6 separate regions of the Mus musculus genome follow, and regions 2, 3, 4, 5 and 6 are each linked to region 1. The links are chromatin contacts, called in public ChIA-PET, HiChIP or PLAC-seq, Micro-C and promoter capture Hi-C maps. All regions are on one chromosome and are shown on one strand. Each heading gives the region's core, a stretch centred on a gene start, on an enhancer-like site or on the middle of the called end of the contact. The rest is flanking DNA. Distances are from core to core; before and after follow the strand shown. Region 1 holds the start of Hdhd5 (haloacid dehalogenase like hydrolase domain containing 5). Region 2 overlaps Gm30842 (predicted gene, 30842). Region 3 holds the start of 3110021A11Rik (RIKEN cDNA 3110021A11 gene). Region 4 holds the start of Usp18 (ubiquitin specific peptidase 18). Region 5 holds the start of Pex26 (peroxisomal biogenesis factor 26). Region 6 overlaps Mical3 (microtubule associated monooxygenase, calponin and LIM domain containing 3).

The links. Promoter capture Hi-C pulls out the DNA fragments that hold promoters and counts their contacts. Hi-C and Micro-C count contacts between places; a contact is called where the count stands out from the background. ChIA-PET counts read pairs in DNA pulled down with a chosen protein or histone mark. HiChIP or PLAC-seq counts read pairs in DNA pulled down with a chosen protein or histone mark.
Region 2: a contact with region 1 is called in a promoter capture Hi-C map of hippocampal neurons, with 2.1 times the contacts expected there. The contact joins the enhancer-like site here to the promoter of Hdhd5 in region 1. A contact is called at or near these places in 5 of 39 promoter capture datasets (embryonic stem cells, hippocampal neurons, liver and 2 more), 1 of 15 datasets of contacts at CTCF or cohesin (embryonic stem cells), 1 of 484 Hi-C or Micro-C datasets (palatal mesenchyme), 5 of 115 datasets of contacts at active chromatin or transcription factors (astrocytes, embryonic stem cells, fetal liver and 2 more) and 1 of 9 other capture datasets (embryonic stem cells).
Region 3: a FOXA1 HiChIP or PLAC-seq map of pancreatic cancer cells shows a contact between it and region 1. The contact joins the promoter of 3110021A11Rik here to the promoter of Hdhd5 in region 1. A contact is called at or near these places in 1 of 39 promoter capture datasets (liver), 1 of 115 datasets of contacts at active chromatin or transcription factors (pancreatic cancer cells) and 1 of 9 other capture datasets (pancreatic islet).
Region 4: an RNA polymerase II ChIA-PET map of memory CD8 T cells shows a contact between it and region 1, with 13 read pairs. The contact joins the promoter of Usp18 here to the promoter of Hdhd5 in region 1. A contact is called at or near these places in 2 of 39 promoter capture datasets (cranial neural crest and pre-B cells) and 1 of 115 datasets of contacts at active chromatin or transcription factors (memory CD8 T cells).
Region 5: a Micro-C map of embryonic stem cells shows a contact between it and region 1, with 2.0 times the contacts expected there. The contact joins the promoter of Pex26 here to the promoter of Hdhd5 in region 1. A contact is called at or near these places in 13 of 39 promoter capture datasets (the 3T3-L1 cell line, 3T3-L1-derived adipocytes, the C10 cell line and 8 more), 1 of 15 datasets of contacts at CTCF or cohesin (embryonic stem cells), 24 of 484 Hi-C or Micro-C datasets (the Ba/F3 cell line, the C2C12 cell line, CD4 T cells and 12 more), 6 of 115 datasets of contacts at active chromatin or transcription factors (T-cell acute lymphoblastic leukemia, bone marrow-derived macrophages, embryonic stem cells and 2 more) and 2 of 9 other capture datasets (adipose tissue and embryonic stem cells).
Region 6: a contact with region 1 is called in a FOXA1 HiChIP or PLAC-seq map of pancreatic cancer cells. The contact joins the enhancer-like site here to the promoter of Hdhd5 in region 1. A contact is called at or near these places in 4 of 39 promoter capture datasets (the C10 cell line, liver, pre-B cells and 1 more), 1 of 15 datasets of contacts at CTCF or cohesin (embryonic stem cells), 2 of 484 Hi-C or Micro-C datasets (both in embryonic stem cells), 5 of 115 datasets of contacts at active chromatin or transcription factors (astrocytes, embryonic stem cells, fetal liver and 2 more) and 1 of 9 other capture datasets (embryonic stem cells).

Annotation. Positions count from the first base shown.
Region 1 is chr6:120,528,301-120,533,224 of GRCm38.p6, reverse strand. Hdhd5 (haloacid dehalogenase like hydrolase domain containing 5) reads left to right here and starts at 1,926. Exons shown (of 8, transcript NM_144815.2): 1 at 1,926-2,058. The coding sequence starts at 1,933.
Region 2 is chr6:121,141,316-121,146,114 of GRCm38.p6, reverse strand. It overlaps Gm30842 (predicted gene, 30842), which reads right to left. Exons shown (of 4, transcript NR_167973.1): 2 at 4,336-4,538; 3 at 3,001-3,111. It also overlaps a transcript of Mical3 not described here. Among named protein-coding and RNA genes, the nearest start is that of Gm30842, 6.2 kb to the right of the region's middle. Within about 2 kb of position 1,799, at least 60 of the 459 cell types and tissues checked have an H3K27ac peak or open chromatin away from gene starts, as enhancers often do. A contact at or near this core is called in hippocampal neurons, liver and stem cell-derived neural progenitor cells, where this site is marked.
Region 3 is chr6:119,844,909-119,849,873 of GRCm38.p6, reverse strand. It overlaps 3110021A11Rik (RIKEN cDNA 3110021A11 gene), which reads right to left and starts at 1,681. Exons shown (of 1, transcript NR_030776.1): 1 at 845-1,681. Erc1 (ELKS/RAB6-interacting/CAST family member 1) reads left to right here and starts at 1,724. Exons shown (of 21, transcript NM_053204.2): 1 at 1,724-1,997.
Region 4 is chr6:121,243,266-121,248,253 of GRCm38.p6, reverse strand. Usp18 (ubiquitin specific peptidase 18) reads right to left here and starts at 2,348. Exons shown (of 11, transcript NM_011909.2): 1 at 2,192-2,348.
Region 5 is chr6:121,182,163-121,186,808 of GRCm38.p6, reverse strand. It overlaps Pex26 (peroxisomal biogenesis factor 26), which reads right to left and starts at 3,142. Exons shown (of 5, transcript NM_028730.6): 1 at 2,327-3,142; 2 at 959-1,099. The coding sequence starts at 2,544.
Region 6 is chr6:121,120,498-121,125,603 of GRCm38.p6, reverse strand. The region is part of intron 1 of Mical3 (microtubule associated monooxygenase, calponin and LIM domain containing 3); the gene reads left to right. Among named protein-coding and RNA genes, the nearest start is that of Mical3, 8.0 kb to the left of the region's middle. Within about 2 kb of position 2,778, at least 37 of the 459 cell types and tissues checked have an H3K27ac peak or open chromatin away from gene starts, as enhancers often do. A contact at or near this core is called in liver and pancreatic cancer cells, where this site is marked.

The DNA of each region.
Region 1 (4,924 bases), core at 677-3,176:
TCTGTGTGGCCCTGGCTCTTCTGGAACTCCCTCTGGAAAGCAGATTGACCTCCAACTCAGAGATTCACCTGCCTCTGCCTTGAGAGTGCTGGGATTAAAGGCAAGTGCCACCACTGCCCCAAGGTCCCCGGTTTGTTTTTCTGTCTGTTTATTTGTTTGTTTGTTTTAAAAACTTTCTTATGAAAAGCATTGGGAAGGGGTGGAGAGATGGCTCAGCAGTTAAGAGCACCGACTGCTCTTCTGAAGGTCCTGAGTTCAAATTCCAGCAACCACATGGTGGCTCATAACCATCCATAACAAGATCTGACTCCCTCTTCTGGAGTGTCTGAAGACAGAAGTGTCTGCAGTGTACTTACATATAAGAAATAAGTCTTTACAAAAAAAAAAAAAAAAAAAAAAAAAAAAGCATTGGGGAAAAAAAAGTCACAGAGCCAGACTACACAATTCAATGAACTTCCATTCAGGACAGAAGCTGTGGTGTTTTACACTGTCTCTCTCAGATATGTTTTTATGCACGTATCCTGTTGCTTTCAGAGGGACCCTCCCTATTACCAGTTGTATCCAGACTTAGTGCAGGATGGAGTGAAGACTGAGCTCTGAAGATCTGGTGAGGGGTAAAATATGTGTTTTCACAGGGGAGGCTGTCACTAGAACAAGTGTGGGTACATTTAAAACCCTCAGGCTGCTAAATTGGTTTCTTTATATCATCATCATCATCATCATCTAGATAATGTCTTGGGGTGATCCTTCTGCAAGCCTCTGGAGCGCTAGGATAATAGGTATGAGCCACCACCTCACCTATTCCTAAATTAGTTTCTTATTTGAAAAGCGGGAAGAGGTTAAAACAAAACAAAACAAAACAAAACAAAAACCAAACCTGGACAGGGTATCCCCTGACTGGGCTTAGGTGCTGTGTGCTATGGTGGGTTTGACTAACGGCAATACATCTTCCAATTTTTCATCAACAGCAGTTACTCTGATTTATGATCTTAGTCCTCAAAGCTGAGAAGCAATGGACACAACGGAAGTGAGTTAGCGCGGAGTCCTTGTGCATTCCTGACCCTCCAACCCATTCTCTTCGACTCACTACTTTTTTTGGCATGATTATATCCAGGAACAGGTCAAAGACTAAGGAAGAGAGCATCTCACACCTTTCAAACAAAGCGAAGAGAGAGTTCTTTCTGCAGCAGGCTCCTATGTCAGGATGACCAGACTGACTTCCACTGTCCTTGCTCACTGACCTAAGCGTATTCTCTCCTCAGAGTGCTTAGCTGTACACATTACATGTTTGTTGAATCCATTATCTGACTTCTCGGGACAGTGCTCTTTTTTTTTTTTTTTACCTTGTTTCGTACACTGATCCCAGCCTCCCTACCAAGTGTGAATCAAGGAGATCTTTCCTTCCCGGATTTTGGGTCAGAGCCCGCAGGAAGTAGGACTGCCGCGCATGTTTACTGAGTAAAAGATTTTAAAGAGTAAGAAGCAGCACGCCATTCAACATTCTTTGGATGAGGCTCAGAGGATTTAGGTCTCAAAACAATGGTCTTCTTCCCCAATTCAAGGTTAGGCTGCCTTGTTCCACACGGTCACCCCAGCTCCAAAAAGTGCCGAGGAACACGCTCCCGGAAGTCAGCAGGTGCACTGATTGGTCAGGTGTCTGTCCTCCCAGCACGGGTGGCCGCGAGTCGATACTCGCTGACCCCAAGTCTCCTCTCGGGGAAGCGAGGGACCCAGAGCCTCGCCATTCAGTGTCAGGAACGCGCTCTCCGCTCCGAACTCGCAACCCGAGCCCGAGCTCCACGGTCGGACTACAACCCCCGAGAGGCCCTGCGCGGGCGGCCGCTGATTGGTTGCTCGGCTGTGCGTGGGAAGGGGGCACCGGGCTCGAGAGTGGGAGAGACACACAGTCTGCGCGTGCGCGCGACGGGCGCGATGGCTGCGCTCGCCGGGTTAGGGGTTCTCGGCGCCGGGCGCCATCTGTGGAAACTGCCTGTGCGCCTGTCTGCGGGGCTCCAGGGCTGCGGGCCCCGGAGGGGCTACATCGCGGGCAGCGCTGAGGTGAGGACGCATGGGGTCTGCACTCGCAGGGCCTGCGGGCGGGAGGGCCGTGCGGGCCACTGAGCATCCTGGCCTGGGGCCGCCCTCCCGGAGACCGTGGAGCCGCGGAACCCTTCGTCCTTCCCGAAGCGGTGTCCGGGTGCGCACCTTCCACCCGCTGGAAGAGTCCTTGTCCGGAGAAAAACCAACCCCAGGTCAGCCTCGGGTGGGTTCGCAGCTCCTTCCCGCGCGTCAGGAATGTGCCTCAGCAGTTAATTCGTTTCCACTTCTGCTCGAAGTAAGGGTTCGCGGATTCTTATTTCTAAAAAGGTAACTGTTTGAATATGGCCAGTAAACTGTACGGCTCAGGTGTGCAGCCATCAAGGCAAAGGAACTGTTATCATCATCATCATCATCATCATCATCATCATCATCATCATGTGTTGTGTGTATGTGAGACAGAGGGAGAGGGAGAGAGAAAGGAGTAGTAGGCAGGTTAGAGAACAACTTTGGGGTTCTCACCTTCCAGTGTGTGTTATGTGGAACTCATCTTCAGCCTTGTTCAACAAACTTTTAACAGCTTAGCCTTCTTGCTGGGCTTTGATTTTTTTTTTTTTTAATGTGAGTTTCCAAAAATTATGAGAGAGTATGAATTCCATATTTTTATTTTTCAAACAACTAATCACTTCGTTTTGGCGCACCTGCTTCTCTCTCCCGCTTTATGGCTGTAATACTTTAAATCCTGGAGTTTTTATTATTTAAACCCTAAACTGTGTGGGAAGCTTTAAAAGAGGCGTTTTACACTGAACCACAGTGCTATTACCATGCCTAACACACTTCTCTCGACTTATTTTGAAATTATAAGTGAATAGATTTGTTGTGTGTTTGTGTGAGAAGCCACAATACGTTCCCTAACTGACCTGTAGACCAGGCTAGCCAAAAGTCCTTGCTGACCCATCCACCTGCCTCTGCTTCCTAGGTGCTGGTTTTCAGGCATGTGCCACTAGGCCCGCTTTCAGGGATCCAGAGCAGTGTTGCTTGGATTCACAATGGGACAGAAATGAAATTGAACTGCTATCTCAAGGGAAGTGCGTCCCAGCTATCCTTGGGGTCACACAACAGCCATTACTGAACCCCTAGAGGGGTCTAAGCATGGTGTTTATAGAGAAATCCTACCCTCTTAGCTTTTCAGACCTGTATGCTGATTCTCTGTGGGAAGAGTAAGATGAGAAAATCAGACCAAAACTCTGAAAAAAAAAGTAAGGGCTTCTATGGGCCCTCTGAAATTTACCCATGAGTCCTAGGAATTTTTTGAGTTTTTGAGGGAAGGGCTGCAGGAATCCTGAGAGAGCACTGAGTATGAATGAGATATGCCGATTAGAGGAAATAGACTGATTACAAGGGGTGGACCTGAACTCGCCAGAAGCTGAAGCAGGGGATGTGAGCGGTGTGGCCAGATGGAGACCTCAGCCCCTCCCAGAATCCTCACTTAATTCCAGAACAGCCCAAGGAGTGATGAAAAGGGCCCCAGCTTGGCTGCTAGCTCAGTTTGAATTGGAATTCTGGACCCAGCGCTTGTAAAAGCAGCAGAGAAAGAAGCCTTTGACTCATTACTCTCTCAGGAGTTGGTTCTTTGATGGGGGGAAGGAGCTGAGAAAAGAACCCAGGCATCATACAAGTTAGGTAAATAACTGGTCACTTCTTTGTAGCTGATTTTTTTGGTGGGGAGGGATACAGTTTTGCTAGATAACAGGACATTTGGAGAGAGATCCCTCCTCAAAGTTTGGTAGAATAAAGAAAGATACATTTGTTCTGCGCTTGGCCTGGAGCCCAGTGTACTCTCCTGAGCTGAGGTGCAGTGGGATCAGCCTTGGAGACTTTTGACTCTGTATTTCCTGTAAGCGTGAGAGACTTGCTAAGTGTCGCTGGCTGCTATTTCCTGGTGGTTAGAAGCGACAGGTGGTTTTTTTTTTTTTTTTTTTTTTTTTGTTTTGTTTTGTTTTCAAGACAGGGTTTCTCTGTATGGCCCTGGCTGTCTTGGAACTCACTTTGTAGACCAGGCTGGCCTTAAACTCAGAAATCCGCCTGCCTCTGCCTCCCAAGTGCTGGGACTAAAGGTGTGCACCACCGCCGCCCAGCTAGAAGTGACAGCCATACTGATTTGAGTTGGTATCTCCTTTTTTCCAGTTTTCCTGCCCACCTTCAACTTGGCCCATGGGCTAAGCCTGGGAGACTGTGTATAAGGGGAGTGGGAAGAGGCCACTCCCCTGCAGCTCTTACCTGCTTAGTGGAAGGAAAATGGAGCCTTTACTTAGTCAGTCTCCTTCTTAGCTTACTGACACAGAGTTATAACTTCATTTCCTTGGTGGTTTCTCATCTTATCTGGACTGCTGTCTCTCTGAGGTTCTCATGTGTTCCACCCTTCAGTGGTGCTGTTCTTCCAATTTCCCTGAGAACAGAGACTTGTTTCTCTATGTAGCCACAGCTACATAGAGAAACCCTTTTCAACAACAGCAAACAGTCATGTGCAGCTGTGTGTCTGCATGCAGTTATGTGTGTCTGCATGTAGGTATGTGTGTCTGCATGTATGTGTGTCTGCATGTGGGTGTGTGTGTCTACACCCAAGTGCACATACCTTTGGCGGCCGAAGGCATCGCATCCCCTAGAGCTGAAGTTGTGGCCAGCTGTGAGCTGCCTGATGTAGGTGCTGGGAACCAAGCTTGGGTCCTCTGGCAGAGCGGCAAGTGCTCCTAACCTCTGAGCTGAGCAGGACTTCAGCGGCTTCAGCGTGACACTTGCATCTGTAGTGCTGGCCCCTCCACAGCTGCCCCACAGCTCCTTCCCGACTGCCCACCCGCTGCTCCCCTTTGTTCACTGATGCACATCT
Region 2 (4,799 bases), core at 550-3,049, 610 kb before region 1:
CACGATGGAGTGAGCGAACGAGCGTCTGTGACCCAGGATGACCTTCCCAAGGAGGGACAGAGAGAAGGCTTGGTAAGGAGAGAGATCACAAAGGAAGGAGTAGGGGAGGGAAATAAACAAACACGCTGTGGAAGGCTGAGGCAGAGATGCAGATAATGAATAAAATGCAGATGAATAAGAGCTGCCACATGGAGAATGGCGGGAGCTACGCTGGTGAGGCCAGCAGGGACCATCAGTCAGGGCTGTAGGGAGTTTTGTGCTTTTCTTTTTAAAAAGTGTGTGTGTATGCATATACATACATATACACAATACAATATACATATACACATATACAACATGTGTGTGAGGGTGTGCATATATGCATATACATTGTATATGTTTGCATGTGTGCATGTGTGTGTGTGTGTGTGTGTGTGTGTTTAAGATGGGGACCTATGTTACCCAGGCTGGCCTTGAGCTCCTCATTTCAAAACAATTCTTCTGCCTCAGCTTCCAGAATAGCTGGGACTATAGGCGCATGCCACAGCGCTAGACAATATTTCATCCTTAATCCGAGAACAAAAGAAGCATCCTAAGTTAAGAATAGGGCCCGCATTTAATGTGAGGGGAAAAAAAAAAAGAGCCAGCTGAGTTGGTGAGGATGACGGGAAGCAGGAGAGAGATGACTGTTCAAGCTCTGACAGCCTCCTCCTTTTCTTGGGCTTCAGAGTCCGCCTCAATCAACCTAATCTAGATGACTTCTCAGAGGTGTGCCCAGATCTCTTCAAGTCTAGATCTTGCCAAGCTAACAGAAACCATCTGGCAGCTAAAAGGCAGCTTCTGGAGCGAGGAGAAAGGGAAGCACAGGGGACAGAGGCCTGCAGAGGCGGGCGGAAACACATGTAGAAAGCAGACGTCTATGGGCTGGCAAAGGTCATGGCGCTGATGGAGAGAAGGCTACAGGAGAGGGACCTTGAAGAATGATGAGTCAGTCTCCTGGGGAGAGAAAACCTCCAATGCGCATGCCAGCTGGGACAGTGCAGGGAGGAGCAGTTACGGAGATCTAAATCTGATCTAATTAGGATCTCCTAAGGTCTTTCTTTAGTCAGCTTCCTTCTGCTTTGTAGTTGTTTTAAGGGCTTAGAGGTGTGGCTCAGTGGGAAAGTGTGTGCATTAATGCATGGCCTTCCAGCCCCAGCATCCAATAAGTACCCAGAAGAACATGGTCAAGCCAGGTTGGATTTGATTTGATTCTGAGAGAAGGCCCCATTTTGTAACCCTGGCTGACCTGGAACTTACTATGTAGACCAGGATGGCCTCTGGCTTACTGATATCTCCGAGCCTCTATCTTCTGTGCTGGAATTCAAGGCCTGTGGTATGTTATCTGGCTCAATTCAGATTTTAGTCAATCAAGTCTTCCCAAGAGATACTTTTGTCCCCACTGTTTCTAATCTTTGCCCTAGGTGTTTATCCCCATGATATCATGAATTCACATGGGAATGAACCTCATCTTCTATATATATCAACACTGTTTGTTGCTACAGAAAATCATATCGTGACCTGAGAACGCAGACACAGATTGCCTCTTCTTCACAAGGATGGCGATCTATCATTCTGCAGTACAGCTGGGGAAACTGTGGTCCTTTCTGTGGAATGGGGGCCTTCTGGCCTGTGGTTTGGGAGCCAGGCCTTTCTCGGGCTTTGGGAGGCTCTAGGATGACCTGAGTAAGGAGATGCTCTGTGCTTCTAAGGAGCAGGGCAGAGCCAGCAACAGCAGGAATCAGCAAGGACACAGGCCTGTGAGATAGTCAGACTCTGTCCTGGGTCCTGGCTCCTGGCCACCAGCTGACTCAGCTCTTCCTCTCACAGAGGCCATTAGAACGGGGAGTGGGAACAGCTGGCCAATCAGATGAGGACTAAAGACTGAGGGGGAAGGAGAGGCGTGAAGATGGCTGCCCTGGAACACTAGAGGGGAAACAAGGGACCTGTGTGCTTATGCAAAGGCCAAAAAAATACAGGGTGTGGGAAGGGGGGCGGGGGCTTGTTCTGTTTGTTCTGTGACAACATGCTTCCGACTTTCAGCATCTCGAAAGTCAAGTCCATAGGGGCACATATATTAGTTTGTCTACAGGGACACATTCTGACTTTTCTACATAAATACATGTGCAACCTAATTGCATGTGTTTTATCCACATGCATGTATAACATGATGCACCATCATGTATAACAGCACTGGTGCACACACATGTGCACGGGAGTATCCTCCAGCCGGTGTGAGATGGTACAGATCTGGGCACATGCAGGAGGGGCAGACTGCAAGCTAAGCTTTGTGTCAGTCCCCATCAGCCGTCTGAGGTTCCCCAGCTCAGAGCTCTGCTCAGAGGAAGCGGGGCAAAGGTGAAGGCTGCAGGGACCATGAGCCACAGCTCCAATTGGACCTTTGATTTAAGGACATTTGAATTAGAGCCAGTTTTCTTGCTTAAGTCCATCGAAAAGCACACAACTCTTGCCCAATCCAATTTCTATCACAGATTCTGTGTGGGAAGCAAGCTGGCCTGCTCACCCTTCCTGAGCAACTTTGGAGCACGGCTTGGCTTGCCCACTCTCGTTCTCCAGAATGCACCTGTCCCGCTGGCTCCCATTCCAAACAGAAGCCTTGACAGATCGAGAGCCGGCTCTTCCCTCCTCAATCTCCCTGTTCTGCCAGGCACTGGATGGAGAGACAGTTACCCAATGCCACCCTTTGGTAGCCCGAGGAGTTCTTTCCAGAGTCTCAGGCGAAGCAGGATTCTTGACTCTGCCTAAGAAAAGACTTTCAAGAGGAACCAGTATGAAGCGGAGTTGAGCTTATTATGAATTGCTAGTGTTGGTTCAGTCTCTAACAGATTTAAGAATGGTTAACAGAAGAATGAAGATACGCCTCATGAAAGGTGGGGCACCCCCAAGAGAGAGAGAGAAAGAGACTTGCCCAATTTCCTTTACAATATTCTTACATGAAATTATGGTAGGCTCCAAACTTACAGGTTGCTAAGAATCTTAAGTGAGATGGCAGGGCGGTTCCTGGGACGCACTGGATGGAATCCCATCTAATGAGGCACATACAGCCCAATGTCACGGAGACTGCAAGAAAAGCTGAGAGATTTTTATTGTAAATAATAGTTGGCTCTTGTTTGGAAATTTCCAGAACATATCTGGGAAAGGAAGAAAGTCACGCACACTCACCATGGCCCGCTGCTACTTCAGTTTCTTATGAGAACGTTTGGTTGTTCATCTAATCTCACTTTGTGTTTTGAGAAATGGTCTCACTATGTAGATCTGGCAAGCCTGGGGCTCACTCTGTTGATCAGGCTGGACCAGAGTTTGAATCTGTCCTCCTTCTCTGACTTCTGATAACTGGGATGCCAGACAGACACATGCACAGTCAGCTGAGAGCACCTCTAAACAGAAAGATGGCTCCTTTCTGTAAGGTGGCCTTCACAAGAAATCGTGCACAGGTTGACTCTCAGCTGGTGAGATACAACAGAGAGGTTCTTTCCCCTCCTGTAGCCAAGGTCTTCCTACCTCGCCTCAGCTTTTGTTTACAGGAGCCTCGGCACTAGCCATCTGGGCTTGCAGAAAAGTAGCTTTCTTGGACATGTGCCCATCTCCTGAAGCAGATAATGAACTCAGCTTCCTCATCAAAAACCCTGCCCGTGTTGCACTGCTACTGCCTTCTCAGGCCTGGAGAGTGTTCAAAGTCTGTTCCAACCAGTTTCTCAGATTGGGTACCATCTCTTTAAAGGGCAGGCTTAATAAAATAATCTCAGCCGGGCGTGGTGGCGCACACCTTTAATCTCAGCACTTGGGATGCAGAGGCAGGCAGATTTCTGGGTTCGAGGCTAGCCTGGTCTACAGAGTAAGTTCCAGGACAGCCAGGACCACACAGAGAAACCCTGTCTCAAAAAACTAAACTAAACTAAACTAAACTAAACTAAACTAAACTAAACTAAACTAAACTAAACTAATCTCACAAAACAGTGCCCCTCCAACTACATGTGCCCACCGCCAACTTATAACCAACAGTTTACTGAGTTTCTCATTCTTCTTTGGAGTACCTCAGGAAGAGAAAGAAGCCTAGCATTTCTTACAGTCTTTACTCCCTAGAAAAGTCTGACAAAAGCTTTAGTTTTTCTGATAGCTTCTTTGGCTTTTATTGTTTTGTTGTTGTTGTTGTTGTTGTTGTTGTTGTTGCTGCTGCTGCTGCTGTTGTTGTTGTTGCTGTTGTTGTTTTGAATAGTGTCTCACTATGTAGCTCTGGCTGGCTGGCCTGCAGCTTGCAATCAGAAAAGAAAAATCTGAATAGGCCCCACATAATACCTTAAATCTGGCCTCTGGTCTCCACGCCAGTAGATGTGATCTGGTCCATGAAGGAACATGAATGGTCCCCAGGTACAGAGGTACACACAGGCCAGGAACATAGGATATGTCTTTCTGGCTTGTTGCTTCAAACTACACAGCTCTTCCTGCTTTCTACCCCACGGGGTCTCTTACAATAGAGCTTTATCCACTTTCAGCCAAACCTGTGCAGAGAGAACAAGACTGATTCCAGACTGTGTGGGAAGCTGTGTGGAGGAGGATGGAGTTCCCACGACACACCCTCTGTTCCTCTCTGTCCTTGAGTTTAGCTGTGTCTAACAGCAACAGAAACAGGGTTCCAGGCACCGACCTGTCCCTTCCAACCTGGCCTGGACAAAGCCTTGGGCAGGGCTGTGTCCCAACCCTCTCTCCACCTGACAGGAGATGTCTCCATTAGAAAGCTTGTATTACTGGGTTGGGTGGGA
Region 3 (4,965 bases), core at 432-2,931, 680 kb after region 1:
CCATAAAGAATGGCTTGAATGGGTGAGTACCTAGATATCTAAGAAATGAAATCTCAATTTCTCAATTTCTCTCTCTCTCTCTCTCTCTCTCTCTCTCTCTCTCTCTCTCTCTCTCTCTCTCTGTGTGTGTGTGTAAGGAACCAGAGTATGACATCAGGTGTCTTCCTCTATTGCCCTCTGCCTTGTTGCCTTGAGACAGGGTCTTTCACTGCATCAGAAGCTCATCTTTTGGGATCAATCTGTCCTCCTTCTGCAGTGCTGGTGTTACAGATACTTGAAGCCATGCCTGGGTTTTATGTGGGTGCTGGGGATTCAAACTTAGGTTCTCCTGCTTGTAGAGCAAATGCTCGTATCCACTAAGTCATCTTCCCAGCCCCAGAAACGAAATCTTTGAAGATTCTTTTCTGGCTGCTGAATAGTCCCGTTTAGCTGCACACTCTCTAACAATTGGCTGTCATATGTTAGATGTACTGAAGGGGAATCAGTTTAGTGTGCCCAAGGAGCTGTAATGACCCAAGTGCATTTTGGAAGGGAACAATTAGAGAATCTGGAAAGGACAAAATATAGTTTGGTGGATGAACGTGAATACTACAGGATGGGGGAAGATGTTAATGGGATTAGGAAGAGTGTAAGCCGGTTAATTATGATGGTGGGAGGTTAGGGATGAGTAAACCGGTGAGTCTTAGCTCCTCTCATCTCAAAGGCATTTCAAATTAGCTTAATAAGCGCTGTGAGTATGGGGATGAGTGTAATTCACACCACCCTTGGATTTTCGGCTTAGAGATAGCTTATCTACATTTTTAAGATTAGTAACTATGTGTTGCCCCCACCTCCGTATTTTTTTTTTTTTTTTTTTTTTGGCTTGCTCTTGACAAAAGGCAAAGGTTGAAATTCAGCAGCAGAAAACTGGGCTGTCTAAAATAAGGTAGCAGCTGCTTTGTAGTTCGCCTTGCTTGGTGTGAGGGCTAAATAAAAAAGGTAACGCGGTGAAGCATTTGGCACAGTACACTGCATGTGGACATCAGGTTCCGCCCACACTCTTCCTCCCTGGAATGATCCTTGCAAAAAAAGCCACCTACTGAGGCGAGGGTCTTTTGCCATGACCGCTTGGACAGCCCAGATGACTCAAGAGTATTATTGCCTTCCACAGCCTCACAGCGCAAAAGCCAAGGGTGAGAGAAGCTAACTTCTCTTGGACAAAGGGTGTCCAGGCAGCCGTGGCTCTAATGACAAGCCCTGAGCTATTTATTTCCTAAGGTGGCGGCCGTCCCAGGGTTCGGGTAACGGGCTTGCCAAGGAAGGGGCGGGGCGACTCCAGGTTTGGGAAAGGCCACTCCACTCCTGGGGCTTCCAGCAGTCCACGTCCTACGGCAAGCAGGAGGAGACAAACGCCGCCCCTCCTCGTCCGCACCTTCCTCGCTCAATATCGCGGCCCGGGCTCCCGGTGGACGCTCGGCCGTGGGTGTGGGTGTGGGTGTGTGTGTGAGGGGCGGCGCTACGTGTGGCGCAACCCTGCCTCGGCACCCAGTTACCTTCGCGGCCTCGGAGCGCCGCACTTGTCGATCCTGGCGCGCGGTCCCGTGGAGCGGCGTAGCGGGGCGCTTCCCAGTGGGACGAGGGAAAGCCCAGCGGCCCGGGAGAGCGGGAGGCGGGGCGAGGGCGCCGCGCGGGCGACAGGGGGTGGGGCTAGGTGTGCGCGGGGGGCGGGGCGTGGTGACGTCGCGGGCGCCGGTCGTGCTGTGGCGGTGGCGGCGGCGGCGGCGGCTGTGGTAGTGTCGGCGGCAGGCTGTCCGGGAAGCAGTAGCAGCAACCGCAGCAGCAGCGGCGGCCCTGAGGAGAGTAAGGCGGCCGCGTCGGCAGCGGCTCGCTCGTCAGGCGGAACCTCGATCTGCCCAGAGGTCGCAGGCGCCGAGGCATTTGTCGTTTCCTACCCGGCTCGGCGCTCCCGGCCCTGGCTGGGCAGGGCAGAGCGCCCCTGGGGAGGGGCGGAGCTGTAGGTGAGGCTTGGGGACCCCTCCCCCTCCTTTTTGGGCCGGGGGTGGGGAGGAGGATGGGGAGGTCGGGAGGGCGGACCCCGCCCCAGCGCACCCGAGCCCACCGGCGGCCGCGCCCTGCGGAGCTCCCGGATTGGGCGGGAGCGAAGGCGCTGGCGGTAAGGATCGCTGCTGGAGGTGGGAGGTGGGGGGCTTCTGGCCCACCGAGAGCCGAGGGTGGGAGGCATGATGTGGGGCTATTGGGGAGCCCTGGAGTTGGGGTGCGGCCAAGGTGGATCGGATGTAAAATGTTTAAGATGATCTTATTATTTTGAACCTGGTTAGATAGAAGAGGAAAGGTTGTATTTCAGATGGAAAATGAGGCATGGATGTCGCCTTGGAGGTAGCTGGAGGGGCTACTGCAGCAGATCTCACATTGCCACTCTAGGGTTTTGGTTCTTTTCTTGGTCAGATGAGTAGAATTCGCTGAGGGAAGAGAATCCCTTTGCGTTGACTTGGGGTTGGTAAATTGGGAGCGCGAGTGAGTGAGGTTTTTACACACAAGAAGGAAGATGTTGGTGTTTAGACAACTTCATTCTATAGCAACCAACCATGAAGGAGTGAGTCTCATTACTCTTAGCCCCTCAAAAGTGCTATCAGCCTTTTCTTTTCCTTGCCCCCCTCAACCCCCTCTCCTGTGCTTGATCTCTTTGTACCATTTTTCATTTTTGAGTTGACCCGTTAAGAAAAGGCCCTGGACTCAGAGTAATAGTTGCAGGTGGTTGTGGCTGATTGCTTTGAGCGAACTGTGAACAGTTCTGTTGGAGATGACTGTATGAAATTGCTTAAGCGTTTAAAGTGCAACTGTCTCTTACATCTTGTTTTTCAATAGACCTTGATACATTTTGCGTTTATTTAATCATTATGTGTGTGTGCCTGGCATACACACGATAGATTACTCCCTCCCTCTTTGAGGTCAAAGGTCAAAGCTTTTGGGACTTGGTTCTCCCACTGTGGATGGCTGGGATCAAACTTTGGTTATTAGACTTGTGACATAAGCACTTTTTTCTGTTGAGTTATCTGGATGTCCCTATTTTTCCGATTCTTCTTCTGTCTCAGCCTTCCAAGTGTGAGATTAGACATGATCTGGCTTTCTTGAAGATCGATTTTATTTTTTTATTTTCAGGTGTACTTACTGTTGTCTCCCCCCCCCCCCCTTTTTCTTTGGTTTTGTTGTTTTCCGAGACCTGATTTCTCAGTGTAGCCCTGGCTATCTTAGAACTCGCTCTGCCCACCAGGCTGGCCTGCTTCTGTCTCCCAAGTGCTAGAGTTAATGGCATGTGCCACCACACCTGGCTTTATTTCAGTCTTTACTAAATATTAAAAAATGAAATAGAAATTGTTCTTTACGTAAGTACCTCCATTTCTAAGGAATATTGTCAGAGTCAAGGGATTTTACAATGTTCTGGTACCCTGTGGGAACATGTATCGTACGTTGTTGGGAGACATTACTAAGGCGAACAGTGTCCATCAGCATTTTACTCTTTACCACAATAAACCTAAGTCTTTTTTGGATTCTTGTTTTCTATTAGATTATTGTAGTCACGTGCCTTATCATTTATGACAAAATATTTCTTGTTAAGAAAATAGGCCATTTGATGGATATATATTGTAATATAATGAGAGGCACAGCACTCAGTAGTTCACTTATAAAAGAAGAGAAACTGCTATAAAATCAAATTTAAACAGCAACTTTCCTAACACTTACCTAATTTACTTGGGGAAGTGTCCAGGGGAGTGCTTTTCTGTAACTCAAGAGAGAAACACATAGGTTAGGTTCAGTAGTTCTCCAACTGACTGTTTTTCATGCTAACTTCATGAACAGACTTTCATCTACCAGAAAAAATAACTACCTGTAGAGAGATTGGTAGGAAACGGAGGCAAAGATAGTTAATTGATAAAGTGTATAGATCAATTTATAGTCTGATGATCTGACTTCCACTTTTGGGCTCCTCAGGCACCTGCACTCATTCACGTCATTCACACTCTCCATCCTTCCTATAACTGAGCATAAAATAAATCTTAAATGTCTTGTAGCAAATGTGGTGGCTCACACCTGTAATTCCAGCTTAGGAGGCTGAGATTGCCTTGAGTTTGAAGCTAGCCTGGGCTACAAAGTGAGTTCCAGCTCTTACTGAGCTACAGTGTAGAATTGTCTTTTTGTTTGTTTTTTTAAATTAAGGTGATTTGCCTCTTATTCCCTGTGCTATACTTGTTGAGTCCACTGAAGTTTTTCTTCATTGCTAAAGTCATAGAGTACTATGTCAGTCTTGTAATTCAGCTTCAAACTAGAAATTTAAAAGTGAAGGTTCTCAGAGAAACAGCCGTTTTATGCTGTTTACACTTTGTAGGAAGGAGGATGGGAGTTGTTGAATGCATTTTTGTATAAGGTATCAGAAACACTGATGGAGAAAGCAGGGAACACAGTGCTATAGGGAATCAAATAAGTCATCGGCTATTTTGAGAGCGATGGGCCATGATTATGTGGAGTATAATTGAATTGTATGGTGCTTGAGGTTCTCCGTGTTTTGGAGTGTGAGTGTCCAGTCCTGGCCTTGCCATTGTGTAGTGTAAGGCATATTGCTGCTTAAGCTTAGGTTGTTTTCCTTTTCAAGACAAGGTGTCTCTGAATAGCACTGGCTGTCCTGGAACTAGCTCTGTAGATTAGGTTGGCTTTGAACTCAGATCCTCCTGCCTTTGCCTCCCAAGTGCTGGGACTAAAGTATGTGCCACCGTGCCTGGCCTTAACCTTAACTTCTTTTTAAAAAAAAAGATACATTTTTATATATGCATATATGTGAGTTTATGTATAGCACATGTATGCAGAGGGCCAGAGGGCATCAGCTCTCTTAGAGCTAAGATATAACATAAACTGTTATAAATTGCCTGATGTGGGTGCTGGGGCAGAACCCATGACTCTTGAAAGAGAATA
Region 4 (4,988 bases), core at 1,099-3,598, 710 kb before region 1:
ACGTGAGGTTTTGTTTACTGCTAATCAGTTCATTATCTGGAACTCAGAGTTAATAGCTAATGAACTAATGGACGGATGGACAGACAGATGGAACAGACATAGTCTAGCGTTGGCCTGAGGGAAGCAGCTCTCTCACTGGGCAGAGCACACACACAGCTCAGGCTTGGGTAGCAGAGCCAGCGCATGGAGGACAGGCAGGTAGGCAGAGCACCATGAGGAAGGAAGTGGAGATGTACGATGGTCGGGCAAGTGGGCAGACAGGATGAGGCTGAACCAGGCATACAGCTGCCAGCTCCGAGAACGCTGCATTCCCAAACTCATGCACTGATTCGAGGCATGCTGACTCCAAAGCAGAAGACTACCTCCATCCTTGCTGAAGCTTGCAATGAGGAGAGATGGTGGAAATAACCACCACAGGCTACAGAATCAGCAAGGGTCTTGAGAGCAAGAGCTAGCGAGCCAGTGACACAATACGGGAATTCTGGGTGGTGAGTCCCTCCCTAGCTGTTACACATTGGGGGTCTGGGGAGAGCAGTTCCCAGATAGAAATGCCCGATAAAATTCACAATGCCAGCAATATCTAAGTAGCCTGGTCTTCAAACCTTCTGAGACAAGCCCTGGTATTGAAATCCCCTGGCCTCAAACTTTTGCGCACAGGTGTTTTTAAATAGGATCTCACTATGTAGCTTAGGCTAGCCTCAGAGTCTCAGCAAAACTCCTGCCTCGGCCCCCTCCAATGCTGTGATTACAAGTGTGAGCTGAAACACCAGATCCAAACTCTACTCCCCCTGCCTCGTTCAGCCTTCCTAGGGCTAAAATCCCTGGGATTTCTAAAGGTATGAACTACTGCTCTGGGCGTTGCCTTCATTCTTAACAATCTGCTCGCCTCTTCTGAGCTATGGTGCTGTAACAGACAAAATCAGATCTCTCCAGAGGAAACCCAGACTAACACACTACTTGGGGCTCCTCTGGCCGGTGTGGGATGATATGCATTAGCCTGTCCTTAGACATGCCCTCAGCCTGGAGATGCTGATACACCTTTCATGTGCCCATTGGGGCTCTGGCCACAGCCCAGTCACATGATACACTCAATTGGGAGACAACGTGATTTTCTTCCTTATAAACATCATGTTGCGTAAAAGTGCCAAGACCATGAAGCACGGTTTTCCAGAGTGAAAAAAGAAGAAGAAAAAGAGAGAGAGAGAGCAAGCAAAAAGCTCTCTCTCTTTTTAAAGTCTTCTGCTAGTGCGTAGTGAGTCAGAAGGGAGCATACACCTCATCTGCTACGCCACTTTCTGCCCAGTTAGTTCTTATGAACAAAGGAGGTGACGGTATTCAAACACACAAAGGACACTTCACAGGAAACATTCTAAAAATGTTCTGAAATATTTGCCTCACTTTTTGAGTTAATTCTAAAGATATTAAGTATGAAGTTAAGTTGTAATTTTGAAACACCACAAACTTGGACTTCCAGGGGAGTTGGGGGAGGTTGTGTTTTTTTGTTTGTTTGGTTTTTGTTGTTGTTTTTTCTTAAAGGTATATTTAGCTTTCTTTACAGAAGATGGAAAAACAGGCCAGGGAACAGGTCTAAAGCACCCTGACTTATGATACTGGACAAAAATCTCTCCGGTTTCTCAGTCCGCTGGTTTCTATTTTAGGAGTTTCTCCTAACGTGTGACTGAGTATTTGCACAAGAGCATAAAAATGATATTTGTTGATAAAACGTCTATCCCAGGAAAAACAGGACCGAACCTAAATGTCCATGAATTATTTAACTAAATCCGCACTTCTCATACAACGCATCAGTTAAAATACTGGTCTAGAAAGGCACAGAACAAGAAGCAAGACACAGAGCAATGTTAAAGATATCCATTAGAAATGTTTCTGATAAAGTATACATAAAAATGATACTGAGTTGCAAATTAAGAGAAACAACTCTACACATCTGTCTGCATTGTTTGAATTTTTAACAAGCCACTTTGGTAATTACTTTTTTAAATTAAACATAAATCACGACTACAGTCTGAATAATATAAATGCTTGGGAAGCAAATCCATTGGCCCAGTATATACATGCCAAGAATACAGACCGCCACTATTTGCAGAACCCAAGGAAATTCCTAATCATCTGGAGATGTATAAGCAAAGTTCTGGCGGATAAAGGACACTTTCAAAGTTAGCCCCAAACTTGCCTCAAGCACGGAGTCAAGCCAAAGAGCGAAGACCGAGCAGCATCTGCAAAGGGCTACAGAAGAGGACGCGGCACCGCGGAGCAGAGCAGTCTTGCTGCCTCCCAGCCTCTCAGCTCAGGAGTGTCTGCTGTCCCCTAGGCACAGCCGCCCTGGCACTGCCGGCCAAGCCTTCTGCACGCCTGGCCACGCCCCCCTCACCGCCAAGCTTTCGTTTTCCCCTAGATCCAAAGGAAAGCGAAACTCAGGCACCGGGCGGGCGGGCGGAGCGGTTGTACGCGCCCCTACAGAACCCGCAGTCCAGTCGCCTACACCAGGACACGACAAGCCGGACCTGGCCCGGTAACTCCTGGATACGCTCTCTTTTTTCATCTGCAATGTTAAGATTGGAAATACTCCCAGTTGCTGTACCTTCTGCTCTGAAAGCCAGCAGCAGATAACTCCCTTGCTGAGGCTGTCCCCAGGGGGTAAGGAGACAGCGATAACATTTACTTCATCTCTGTTAATTGCCAGGCTTATCCTTAAACACTGAAGATAAGTTTATCTGCACAATGTTCTTTTGTGCCTCTACGTTTAACCCCAATTCTATAGGATAAAATGTTTTTATTTTATCAAAGAGGTTATGACTAACTCAGGACGACAAATGGCTAAGTGCTGAAAGCAACATTCTAACGGGACCTCTGACCAGTCCCACCATTTGTGGAAAATAGCAGACCATTGCAGTTAGCACACGAGGTGGCCATGAAGGTACAGCTCTGCGAGGAACAAATACAGTCTAAGCCGAGCCGGGTTTGGAGGCTCTGGGATGTACATACATGAAATGCTTGCTAGCTCTTTACAGATGTATCTTGTATATGAGGCTATAAGTTGAGGGAGAGGGGGATCTGTTAGCTGCTGGGCTAGTCAGAATGAGGTTTCCCCATGCGCTTGTTCTGAGAGGGGTCCTCCACTCCCTACCCCCAGCACTGGACAAAGATGACAGAGAGATACATACCCCTAATCGAAAGCTACCAGGACTTTATGAAATCTGGAAGAGTCTATATTCTGTTTTGCTATTGTAGTTCAACGTAAGATATACAAATATGTCTGCCTGCCTATAGTGTGTGTGTGTGTGTGTGTGTGTGTGTGTGTGTGTGTGTGTGTGTGTGTGTGTGTGTGAAGCATGAGTTATACACAGCTGTTGAAAATAAACCAAGATGTCCATGTTTGGAAATAGAAAGTGGGGTATGGCCCTCAGGGTAAAACAAAGTCTCTTGATCAGTGGTTGAGGTAGACAATGTGGCATCTGCACATATCATGGACAAATACATTAAGTCTCCAATACATTTGCAAATCAATCAATTATGTGACCAGCTTCTTCCTCTTCTTCTTCTTCTTCTTCTTCTTCTTCTTCTTCTCCTTCTTCTTCTTCTTCTATCTGTTTGGTTGTATCCAAAAACAGGAACATCAAAAACTGGTGGGGGGGGGGGGGAGGATGAAAAGAGGATGTTATAAAATGTGATAGTTTGATCAATATATCGTACCTGTAGAGTTCTAGGGAACAAACTGTATTTGTTCCCAGTGGTGATTAGCAAACAGCTCCTTATAGCCAAGCAACTTTTTTTTCCCAACCCTGCTTGTTCAGTGAAGCAAGTGATTGGCATTTGTACCAGTACGGAGTGGACTAGTGTCAATCATGGACAGGAGATACCTAGATGATGCAAGAACCCATTATAACTCCTAGTAGGACTCTCCATGCTCTTACCCCTGGTCTCTCCTTGCCTTTCAGAAAAGTTCAGGGCTCTAACCAGGTGGTAGACTGAGCTGGTAAGCATTCCTGAAGTAGATTCCAGCAGTGCCCCACAGTGACCCAGGATGGTGGTTTGGTGGAGAGACAATATGCCCACCACCCATGTCAGAACCTACTCTAGTTAGAGAATCCATTCATATATAGAGCAGATGTGGCTCGCCTGGGCCTCAGAGCCTAGAGAACTGGAGTGGGGTTCCATGTGTTGAGGAGACACGGGCAGGGTGAGGAATGGGTCCACGTGAGAGGGCACTGGTAGAGCTGAGAGACTAGTTATGCCCAGAAGCAGAATTAAGTGAGCAAATCCACAACAGTTTAGAACTGGTCACTTGCTTGAAATTGCCCCGGAATAGAGTTGAAGGTGAAGAATGGGACCCAAGACCTGCAGCTCTGGGTTCGCATAGATCCGTGGTTCTCGGTGAGTAGTTAGAGAGGGGTGCGTGTGTATGTGTGCGTACATTCCCTAGCTTGCCCCACTGAGAGTGCATGGATGGATGACACTCAGAGGCAACATGGCTTCTGGCTTCTAGTGGTTATTCTCAAACAAAAGAAACCAGAGATGCTTAGGGAGATGGTGTTTCCCGGATTGGGGCAAAGAAAAGCACAAGAGGAACCTAAGCAGACCCCTTTCTGCCGAAAGGCAAATGCTCAAAGAATAGGAGGGAAGTCAGAAGATGGTTTTCTGTACCAATGCAAGTGAATAATTGAGTAAACTGAGAGTGGGGGAGGCTTGGGTATTTTACACAGCGTCCAAGGACTTTCCCAGGAACACACACCAATGACCGGCAGCATCCCGCATGTCATGCTACGTTGTGGCTGCAGATAAAGCAAGTGGTGTAAACACTAAGTAGTCACAAAGCCAGCCGTGTCCTTCCCGCAGCAGTGGAGATCACTGGTGTCTGCACAGCTGCAGTCACTCCGAGGAACAGAATGTAACAGGATGTCGTGAACAGAAAGGGACACAGCTCCCTCCTGTTACTCTCCTGTCACCGACCTTTGCCCTGATTGCTTCCA
Region 5 (4,646 bases), core at 1,893-4,392, 650 kb before region 1:
GGTTTTCCTCAGGCTCTGGGATATCTGAGACCATCTTCTGGATTCCGAGGGCACCAGCATTCATGTGCACACACAAATAACTTTTAAAAATAATAGTAACTTTTTTTAAGAATGAGAGACTGAGGGCTGGAAAGATGCTCAGAAGTTAAGAGCACTGGGTGTTCCTCCTGAGCAACCCAGGTTTGATTCTCAGCACCTACATGGAGGCTCACAACTGACTGTAACCGTAGGTCCAGGGAATCCAATGCCGTCTTCTGGCGTCTGTGGGCACCAGGCACACATGTAGTGTAGACATACAATGCATGCAGTACAGACAAACACTCAGGCAAAACACCCTTACGCAGAATAAGACAAAATGGAAAATATTTGCTGTCCAAGCCTGAGGCCCAGAGTTGCAACCCTGGCAGCCACGTGACAAGCTGGATGTGGCCCCACCCACGCCTGTAATCCCAGCATTGAGGAGGAAGAGCCAGGAGAATCAACTGGCGTTTGCTGGCTATCAGCCTAGCTAAGAAAAAATGTGAGGTTCAGGGAGAGGCCCTGTGTCAAAGGAATAAAGCAGAGAGTGATAGAGGCCTCCAAGTACCCTTCTCTGATCTCCACCCACACATGCATGTGCACCCACATGCACACACACCATACACATACCACTTATACACATACCCACATACACCTGAATTTATTCTAAGAATTAGAGATCCCCAGGAGGCATCAGGAAGCGCAATTGGCTCTGTCCTCCTGTCAGCCTGTTTCACTACTATCTGGGTGTGCTCTCTCTTCTTCCATCCTACTCCCAAATGCCCGCCTCTCATCCTTAACTGCCATTGTGTGAGGTCTGAACACAGTGAGACCCGAATTCGAAGGGAACTGACTGGGAATGAGGACAAAGGAGTCAGGAGACCCTGACTCAGGAGGACCCATGATTTGACCCTGACCTGGTTCTAGCACAAGGACCTACCACAGCTCCAGGACTTTGGGAGGCAGCTTTTCAGGAACCTGGTAGTACCGGAGGACCCAGGACAGGGCTTCTCTCCATCGATCCATTTCTGCCAGAGCCTGGATCCCCACCACACACAGGGAGCATTTCACCTCCACAATGCTGACAAGAGAAAACACAAGTCAGGTTCAGGCTGTTTCCCCTCTCTCCACTCCGTCTTCCACGCTGGGACAGGAAGCCAGCGTCCGACCCAGAGGCTGCTCACCTTTACCTTTTCTGTTATTTATTGGCCCAGGCCTCACCACTGGTCTCTTGGGCTGCCCTTCCACCCTGGAGTTAAGTTCTGGAAACCTCTTAGAGGCACACGAGCTATGGCCCAACGCACATCTCTGCAGCCAAGTGGAATGAGAACTGAACAAACAGAAAGGTAACCTTGTGGGAACAGCACACCGTGAACATGCACGTGCTCACTGGCGGAGAGTGGGAGTTAAGTGTGTGCTGACTGTGAAAAGGGCATGGGGTGAGGCTTCTGGCTGGGTGCTCCTATAGGAGCTTAACTGGTCTTTTAGAATTGTCTATGTCCAGCCGGGCAGTGGTGGCACATGCCTCTAATCCCAGCATTTGAGAGGCACAGGCAGGTGGATCTCTGGGTTCGAGTCCAGGCAGGTCTACACAGTGAGTTGCAGGTCAGAGCTACACAGAGAAACCCTGTCTCAATATGAAGACGAAAAACAAAACCCTATAAAATTACATCCAATGGGCATAAGCAAAGCCCTCAACATTCGGGTGTGCAACCTTCATCCCTCTAAAACCACAGTCAAGTCTCTCTAGTGTTTGCTTTTCTTCAGTTAACTATTCTGACTACTCCCGCCATTAGCGTGGCCTCACACAGCTCTTAGGAAGGTTTACTCCACAGAGAAATGGTGCCCTCCAGCTGTCAGAGGAGGCCAATGCATTAGACAGAGCAATCTAAAGATAATTCACTCAGTCCTGCAACAGGACCAGAACAGTGTGCTTCTTGCCTTGACACCCCGCTCTACCCCCCATTTTCTATAACCTGCCAAGGCTAGGTTAAATAGGAGGTGTGTTCCCAAAGAAGGCTGCTACCTGCTTACTGAACCTCCTCACGACTGAACACTTAAAAGACATCTACCCTGTCCTGCACTGAAAAGGTGAGCCAAGAATTGACTGTGGCGTCCCTCCAAATTGTTGCATGATTTGACTTCATTGTACAGTCTCACGGGTGCAGGATGAGCAACCAGCCTCTCTCAAAGAGGATCCCTTAGGGAAAGCAAGGTGTGTGGTTGGCGCAGTCTCACAATGCCAGATATTCAGAGACCCGAGTTCCTCCCCAAAAGGATCCAGAACGGAACATAGCTCAGCACGTACGTGCCACTCACGGGCTCCTCCGCCAGGCTCTGCCAGGCTCGTTCGCAAGTCTCTAGTGCGGCATGGAAGTCCAGGTGCACCACCAACAGGTCGGACGCCTCTTCCAGCAGGTGCACCGCGGGGGACACAGCGGGGAGGGCGAGCGCGGGCTCGCTGCTCCGCAGAGGGCCCACGAGCCCTTTCAAAGGGGCTGCAGACGTCGAGGCGTCGCTCTTCATAGCCAGCCTGGGTTCGACCAGGTCTCCTCACACGTCAGGAGGACAGCTTCTCGGGAGCTTCCTGGAAATTCGGACTGGGCCTGGTAGATGTCCCGCAAGCCTCGCACTCTTCCCCTCCGCGCCTCTCCAGGTCTGTTCCTAAGGAAGGACCAGGAAGGAGCTGGACCCGGGCACAGCCTGCGCTCACTGACAGCCTAACCCTTGGGGCACTGGCCTGTTCAAGACTGTCTGTTCAAGACTAGTGCTGCCGAAGGCCCAGCACTAGTTCCTCCTGTCCCTGGACCGGTGCTAAAAGCACCGAAACTCCCAGAGTAGAGAGCGCGACAACAGAAGACCTGCACGGGGAACCCACGACGGTGGACACCTCCTCTCCACCCCTCTTAGCCACTACGACGCACGCGCACGCTGGAGCGAAGGATTCTGGGAGTTGTAGTCCTGGGCTCTTGGGTCTGTGAAGCTTCGGGGAACCTCTCGCGCCCAGAGACTGCCATCTTCCAGAGAGAACGCACTGGGTCGCCAGCTTTGGGGTGGAAAAGATGAGGAAGCTAAACCATTAGTGAAATGCCTTTGTCCTGAGAAATGTGATCCTTCCTTCGCTAACCGGAAGAGGACGAACGGAAGAAATTCCAGTTAGGAGGTGGAGCTACCTGCACCTTTATTATTAACCTCTGAAGGAGTCCGTTGAGAAGGGTCTGCTGGAAGCTTAGGGAAAAAAGAAAAAGAAAACTATGGAGCTGGCTATTTCCTCTTCCTGGGTTCGATGCTGCTATAAAGTGTGGCAGAATGGAAAGGCGCTTTCTGTCTGTTATTTCTTCATCTCTATGAGTTAAGGACTATTACTCTATTTACAGGTGACATAGGTCACACGACAAATAAGTCACAAAAACATTGTCAAACCAAAGAAAGCACTTTTTTTGGCTGAAAGGAGTGTCAGGGCAGAGGTAGATCTGATCTGTGCTTTGTATTAGGTAGGTGAACCATCAACACACAAGTGAGTTACATAAACTCCTGGATCCTGCATTGTTTATATAAATAAGGATGTCATAAAAACAAAGCCATGCACATGTCATGCAATTCTTCAAAACAGTACTGAACCAATGTAAGAACTGATGCTTTATAATATACAAAAAGTAAATACATTTAAATATGTATTTTTATGTGTTTATTTATATTGTTTGTGTTTCACAGGGCTTCTCTGTGTAGCCCTGGCTTTCCTGGAACTCACTCTGTAGACCAGGCTGGCCTTGAACTATGCCTCTGCCTCCCTAGTGCCGGGAATTAAAGGAGTGCAATACCACACCTGACTTCCTATTATATAATTTTACACAGACTCATAAATCACCAATTATCTGTGCTTCAGGCAGGATTTCCTATCTCTTCCACATTTATACTCAGTCTTCATGGTTTTACTTCGTCCAGTTCTCTACCTTCTGAACTCTCTCCCAAGTTTTCCTAGAATCCCTTGCTCCTTAGTGACTGGATAAGACAGCGAGGTGCTAGGCTAAGACCTGCTCACATCATATATGCCTTTCTTTTATCACTAACACCGACAGGACATGGCAGTCTTTAAATCTCTGCAGAAGGTCCTCACACAGCTGAGACAGAAATGTCAAGTCTGCTAAAGCCTGTGACTGTGTAAGGTGAAAGGGCCAGGATGTCACTTGTTTAAAAATATATATACTGTTTAATTCCCCCTCTCCCCCCCACTGGGGACTAGAGAGATGGCTCAGCAGCTAAGAGCATTTGTTTTTGCCAAGTACCTGGGTTCAATTCCCAACACCCACATAGCAGCTCACAACTATCTGTAACTCTAGATCCAGGGGATCCAGTGCTATGTCCACTCCAGTAGTGACTGGCTTGGCAGGCCTAAAAGCCTGGAAGCAGTCACAAGGCAAAGAGTTTCAAGGAAACTTAGCCTCCTGGAACCTTGGCATTCCCATAGCTAGAATGCCCCAGATTTGTCCCTGCAATATTGTGGAGGGTCTTGCATACTTTCTTACAGTATTTTACTGGATAAGAGTTAGAAATCTCAGGGCAAGCTTAGCAAAGTATACTTAGAATCTTCATTACAGCCAAGTTACTCTCATATGCAAGTATTTACC
Region 6 (5,106 bases), core at 1,529-4,028, 590 kb before region 1:
TGGGGGGCTGAAATAGGAAAATTGCTCTGAATTCAGACAGTGTGAGATACATAGTGAATTCAAGGCTAGCCTAGGCTACAGAGTAAGACCTAGTCTAAGAAAGAAAGAAAGAAAGGAAGAAAGAAAGAAAGAAAGAAAGAAAGAAAGAAAGAAAGAAAGAAAGAAAGAAAGAAAGAGAGACAGAGAGAGAGAAGGAGGAGGAGGAAGAGGAAGAAGGAAGGAAGGAAGGAAGGAAGGAAAGAAGGAAGGAAAGAGAAAAAGACAAAAAAATAACAAGAGGAAGAAAGGGGGATAACTAGGCTGAGAGTGGAGGTAAGTGGTTAGAACACTTGACTATAAAGCCCCAGTGACCTGTATTTCATGGGAAATGTGTGCCTCTCTCTCTCTCTCTCTCTCTCCCTCTCTCTCTCTCTCTCTCTCTCTCTCTCTCTGTGTGTGTGTGTGTGTGTGTGTGTGTGTGTGTGTGTGTGTGTGTGTGTGTGTGTGATATTTTAAGTTAAGGCAATGAGCTCTGGGAGAGCCTATCTTGTAATTCTAACATGGATAGTGGTGTAATCAAGTGGGAAAGCCAGAGGAGGAAGAAGTTGGTGGAATGAGAATAAAGGCTGCCTGGAAACCTGTTCTCTTTTCCTGGCTTCTAAAGTCTCCCACCAATGCCTCCCAGACTCTGCTTAACCTATGACCTGCAACACAACCTCAGCCGAGCCTCAGATAGAGTGCCTCTGGGCCCTATTTTTTTTTTTTTTATTTTAACATGCAAAGTAGCAAATTTCCTTTTGCCATTTTCAGACATACTTAGTTTTGGTTGACCCTTCTTCCCCTATCCAGTTCTCTTTCCCATCCCAAAGAGGGTGGACATCCGGGCTCTGTTCCTTCTCCGAAGGCAGCAGAGGAGAGTTAAAGTGAGTGCATATTTACATATGCTCCATGCTCTCCCCATCTCCAGGGGCATCTGGACTTCCTAGTAGGCATTCCATAGACTAGACACTGAGAGATGTCCAGGTTTTAAAATCTAGTGTGGGGACCATTGAAACGACTTGTTGGGTAAAGGCGCCCACTGCTAAGCCTGACAGCCTGAGTTTGATTCCTGGGACCTACACGGTGAAAGGGGAGAACCAACTCCTAGAAGTTGTCCTTTAACCTTCATATGCATGAGAGTGTGTGTGTGTGCGTATACATGTGTGATGTGTGTACATATGTATGTGTGCATATATGTGTCTATGTATGTGTGTGCATTTTTGCATGTGTGTTTGTGTATATATGTATATGTATGTGTGTAGGTATGTATTGTGTATGTGTATGTTTGTGTGTGTATGTGTATGTATGTGTGTATGTGTCTATGTGTGTGTATGTATGTATTGTATATGTGTGTATTTGTGTGTATATGTGTATGTATGTGTGTGTATATGTGTATGTATGTGTGTATGTGTCTATGTGTATGTATATATATATATGTGTGTGTACATATGTATGTGTGTATATATGTGTCTATGTGTGTCTATGTATGTGTATTTTTGCATGTGTGTTTGTGTGAATATGTGTATGTGTATATATGTGTTTATGTGTGTGTATGTATGTATTGTGTTTGTGTGTATATGTGTGTATGCATGTGTATATGTATGTGTGAGTGTATGTATGTATCTATGTGTGTGTATATGTATGTGTGTATATTGTGTGTGTTGTGATAGAGATGGGCAGAAAGAGAGAGAGAGAGAGATTTTTGAGATTCTATCTGGATCTACTTAGAGGCAGTAGATCTACATAGATCTTTGGACTAGACCCGGCCTCAGTTACTGTGTTTACTCACTAGGTGGCTGTAATTTGCACTTTTAGGGCAGCCAATCTAACCAGTGCATACCCCAGGCCGGACACTTATATATGCAGCATTTCCGGCAGCCCTAGAGAACACAGAAAGGTGGCATTGCTGTAGCTGTTTCTCTCACTTAGAGTCAATGCAGTTCTGACAGTGACATGACTTGGATTTTCATGTGGCAGCCTACAGGAAGGCAAGCATTTGAACTCATCTTGGCTGTGCGTCATATCACTCCCCTCATGCCTTTATACCAAAATGTGAGTTCAAATTCTGGCCATGATCTCCTTAGTTGTGTGACCTTGGGAAAATACCCTAGTGTCTCTACAGAGTTCCACGGCTCAATGATTTTTAGTACTTTGTAGACAAATAGGTGGCAATGACATGGGTGAGGTGAAGGAGAGGCAGGAGGGTGGCAGTTGTTGGGGGTGCATTGCAAACAACAGAAATAGGCTCTTGGGCTAACTTTTGGAAGGGGAAGGAAAGTGAGAGAGAGAGAGAGAGAGAGAGAGAGAGAGAGGCTATGAATTAGCTTCATGAAAAGGTAGTTCCCAGGTGTCAGGAAGGACTGGAACCAGGCAGCCAGCCAAGGGGATCTAAACAGAAAGGTAACTAGCTTGTCCCTGCAGGGTGTTCTTGGCTGGAAAAACTCTTGCTCATCTTTCTGTGGCTTTGTGCTTCCCACTCAAATTCCAGGAAGAAAGGTCAGAGCTCCTGGGTGGAGCCGGGCTCCCTGCCACCAGCTGGTAGATGGGATGACAGGACCTTGGGTGAAATGCTCACCTTGCAGCCTTCATATCCCATTCCCATGTGTGGGGATGCTGGGTGGGCAAAAGCCACAGACGTCCAGCAGGAAGCCAGCCAATGCCAGCAAGTGTCCCGGCCCAGGAGCCCCGGGTGCATGGCCTTGTGAAATCCTAGGTCCATGTGTCATGTGTCAGCACACATGGACGATGATGTTTGCACAGCATTCTGGGTGAACTGGCAGGGTGATCCAAGAGGAGGAGCCTGGCAGGGAAGTTCTGGCCACCTCTTGCCCTACTGCCCCAGGAGGCCTGGGGGGTGAAGCAATGCTGTATGGAACCCGTTGGTAACCAACCTCGTGGACGCTTGAGCTTCTGTAGTAAACCTTCAGCCCTTTTCAATCCTGCTTTTCTTCTCCCAAGTGTTGGAGGGGGGGCAGATTGTTTTGTTGTTGTGATTTTGGCTTTGTGTTTGTTTGTTTGTTTGTTTGTTTGTTTGTTCTGAGACAGGGTTTCTCTGTATAGCCCTGGCTGTCCTGGAACTCACTTTGTATGCCAGAGCTGGCCTTGAACTCACAGAGATCCACCTGCCTCTGCCTCTTGAGTGCTGGAATTAAAGATGCCTGGCCTACAGTGGTTTTTTTGTTTTTTTGTTTGTTTGTTTGTTTGTGTGTTTTTTGGTTTTTTTTTTTTTTGAGTTGTTGTTTTAAATTGTTTTTAAATTGTAGAGCCAAGTGTTGGTGTTGCACTGCCTAATTCCAGCACCAGGAAGGCAGAGGCAGGAGAATCTTTGTGAGTATGAGTTCAGCCTGGTCTACAAGTTCCAGGACAGCCAACACTACGCAGAGAAACCTTGTCTTGAAAAACAAATTTGTTGTTATTGTTTTATGCTGCATGTTTTCTCAATTCTAGGGAGCGAACCTGTGGTGCTTTCTTATTTATTTATTTATTTATTTATTGTGTCTGTTTATGCTTCTGAGCCATGATACACAATAAGAAGTCAGAGGACAACTTGTAAGAATTTGTTCTTGGGTCTGGAGAGATGGCTCTGCAGTTAAGAGCACTGACTGCTCTTCTGAAGGCTCTGAGTTCAAATCCCAGCAACCACATGGTGGCTTACAACCATCTGTAATGGGATCCGATGCCCTCTTCTGTTGTGTCTTAAGACAGCTAGCTACAGTGTACACATATGCATAAGATAAATACGTTGTGTTTTGTTTTGTTTTTTTTTTTAAAGAATTAGTTCTCTCCCTCCACCGTATGGCTCAGAGATTGAACACAGGTCCCAAGCTTGGTAACAAGTGCGTTGGTCCTTTCATTGGACCTGACCTCACCTTTTAAAAGGGGCCTTCCTTGGGCCAGGCACAGAGTCAGCAGGGGTGAGCGGTCTTGCCTGAGCTGACAGAATTGATCACCTGCAGACTCTGCCCTTGGGCTTTCAGAGTCAGGGTTCCCTTTTCAGAAAATTTAGGCAAATTCTATGGATTCTATGGTGCCTGGCCCCAGACACCAGGTGGGCTGATATACTCCTGACTTCATTTTCCTAAGGAGGTTGGTACAAGGGTGAAGGTCTGTAGTCTGGCTGCTTCGTGCAGGGTATTGGGGTGGACATTGATGCTCTCCATGCACACAGAGGGCTCTCTAAGCAAGGGGACAGAACTTACTGAGGACTTCCAACCAGTGATGTGGTTTGAGGACCTAAAAGGCCATAAATTCTGGACAGATGGGACATTTTTTCCTCAACCCTTCTCTGTCCCATCTTTTTCTGGGACTAAGAGGTGGTTGCTTTGAAATTGTAACTGGTTCATTTTATGATAAAAGTATGCTCAGTACTCAAACCTCTCCCCAAATGAAAAGGCACAATAAAAGGAGCCGATTTCCTTAACTACAGCCCCACCCCACCCCACCCCCGTGCTAGGGATGAAATTTAGGACTCCTGGCACGGCTGGCACTCACTGTACCAAGAAGCCACACACCCCCAGCCCAAGAAGATGGTTTCTGGACACTCAGTTCCCACCCACTCCACTGTTTACCCAGCCGTTCCTACTGTTCACATTCTTCCTTTGAACCAGTCTCCCTGACCACCCTCTGGCCTGCCCCGCCCCAGGTCACATCCCTGCTTCTCTTGAAAGGCTTTGGTCACAGAGTATGAGCCCAGCTCTTCTCTCCCCACTTTGCAGATTACCTCCTCTACCTACTTTGGCGGGGGGGGGGGGGCGCGGGGGTGGTGGTGGTGGTGAGGGAGGGGTATATTCAAATCCCCCCTCCTCCACAAAATTCTTTAGATCTCAAGTAAGCCTTCTCAGTCTCGGGAGCAGCACCCCACCCAGAAGTTAGACCTCTATCCCATTATCCTTGCCACAACTGTCATCCCAGACAAGTGCCTTGCCAATCGGACACTCAGGGAGGATGGCTGAAAACTAGTCAGCGGCTTTGATCGAACTTCAGTGTTTGTGATCTCAGCAAGGAGGAGCCGAGCATTAGTGGCACACGCCTTTAATCCCAGCACCTGGGAGGCAGAGGCAGGTGGATTTCTGAATTCGAGGCCAGCCT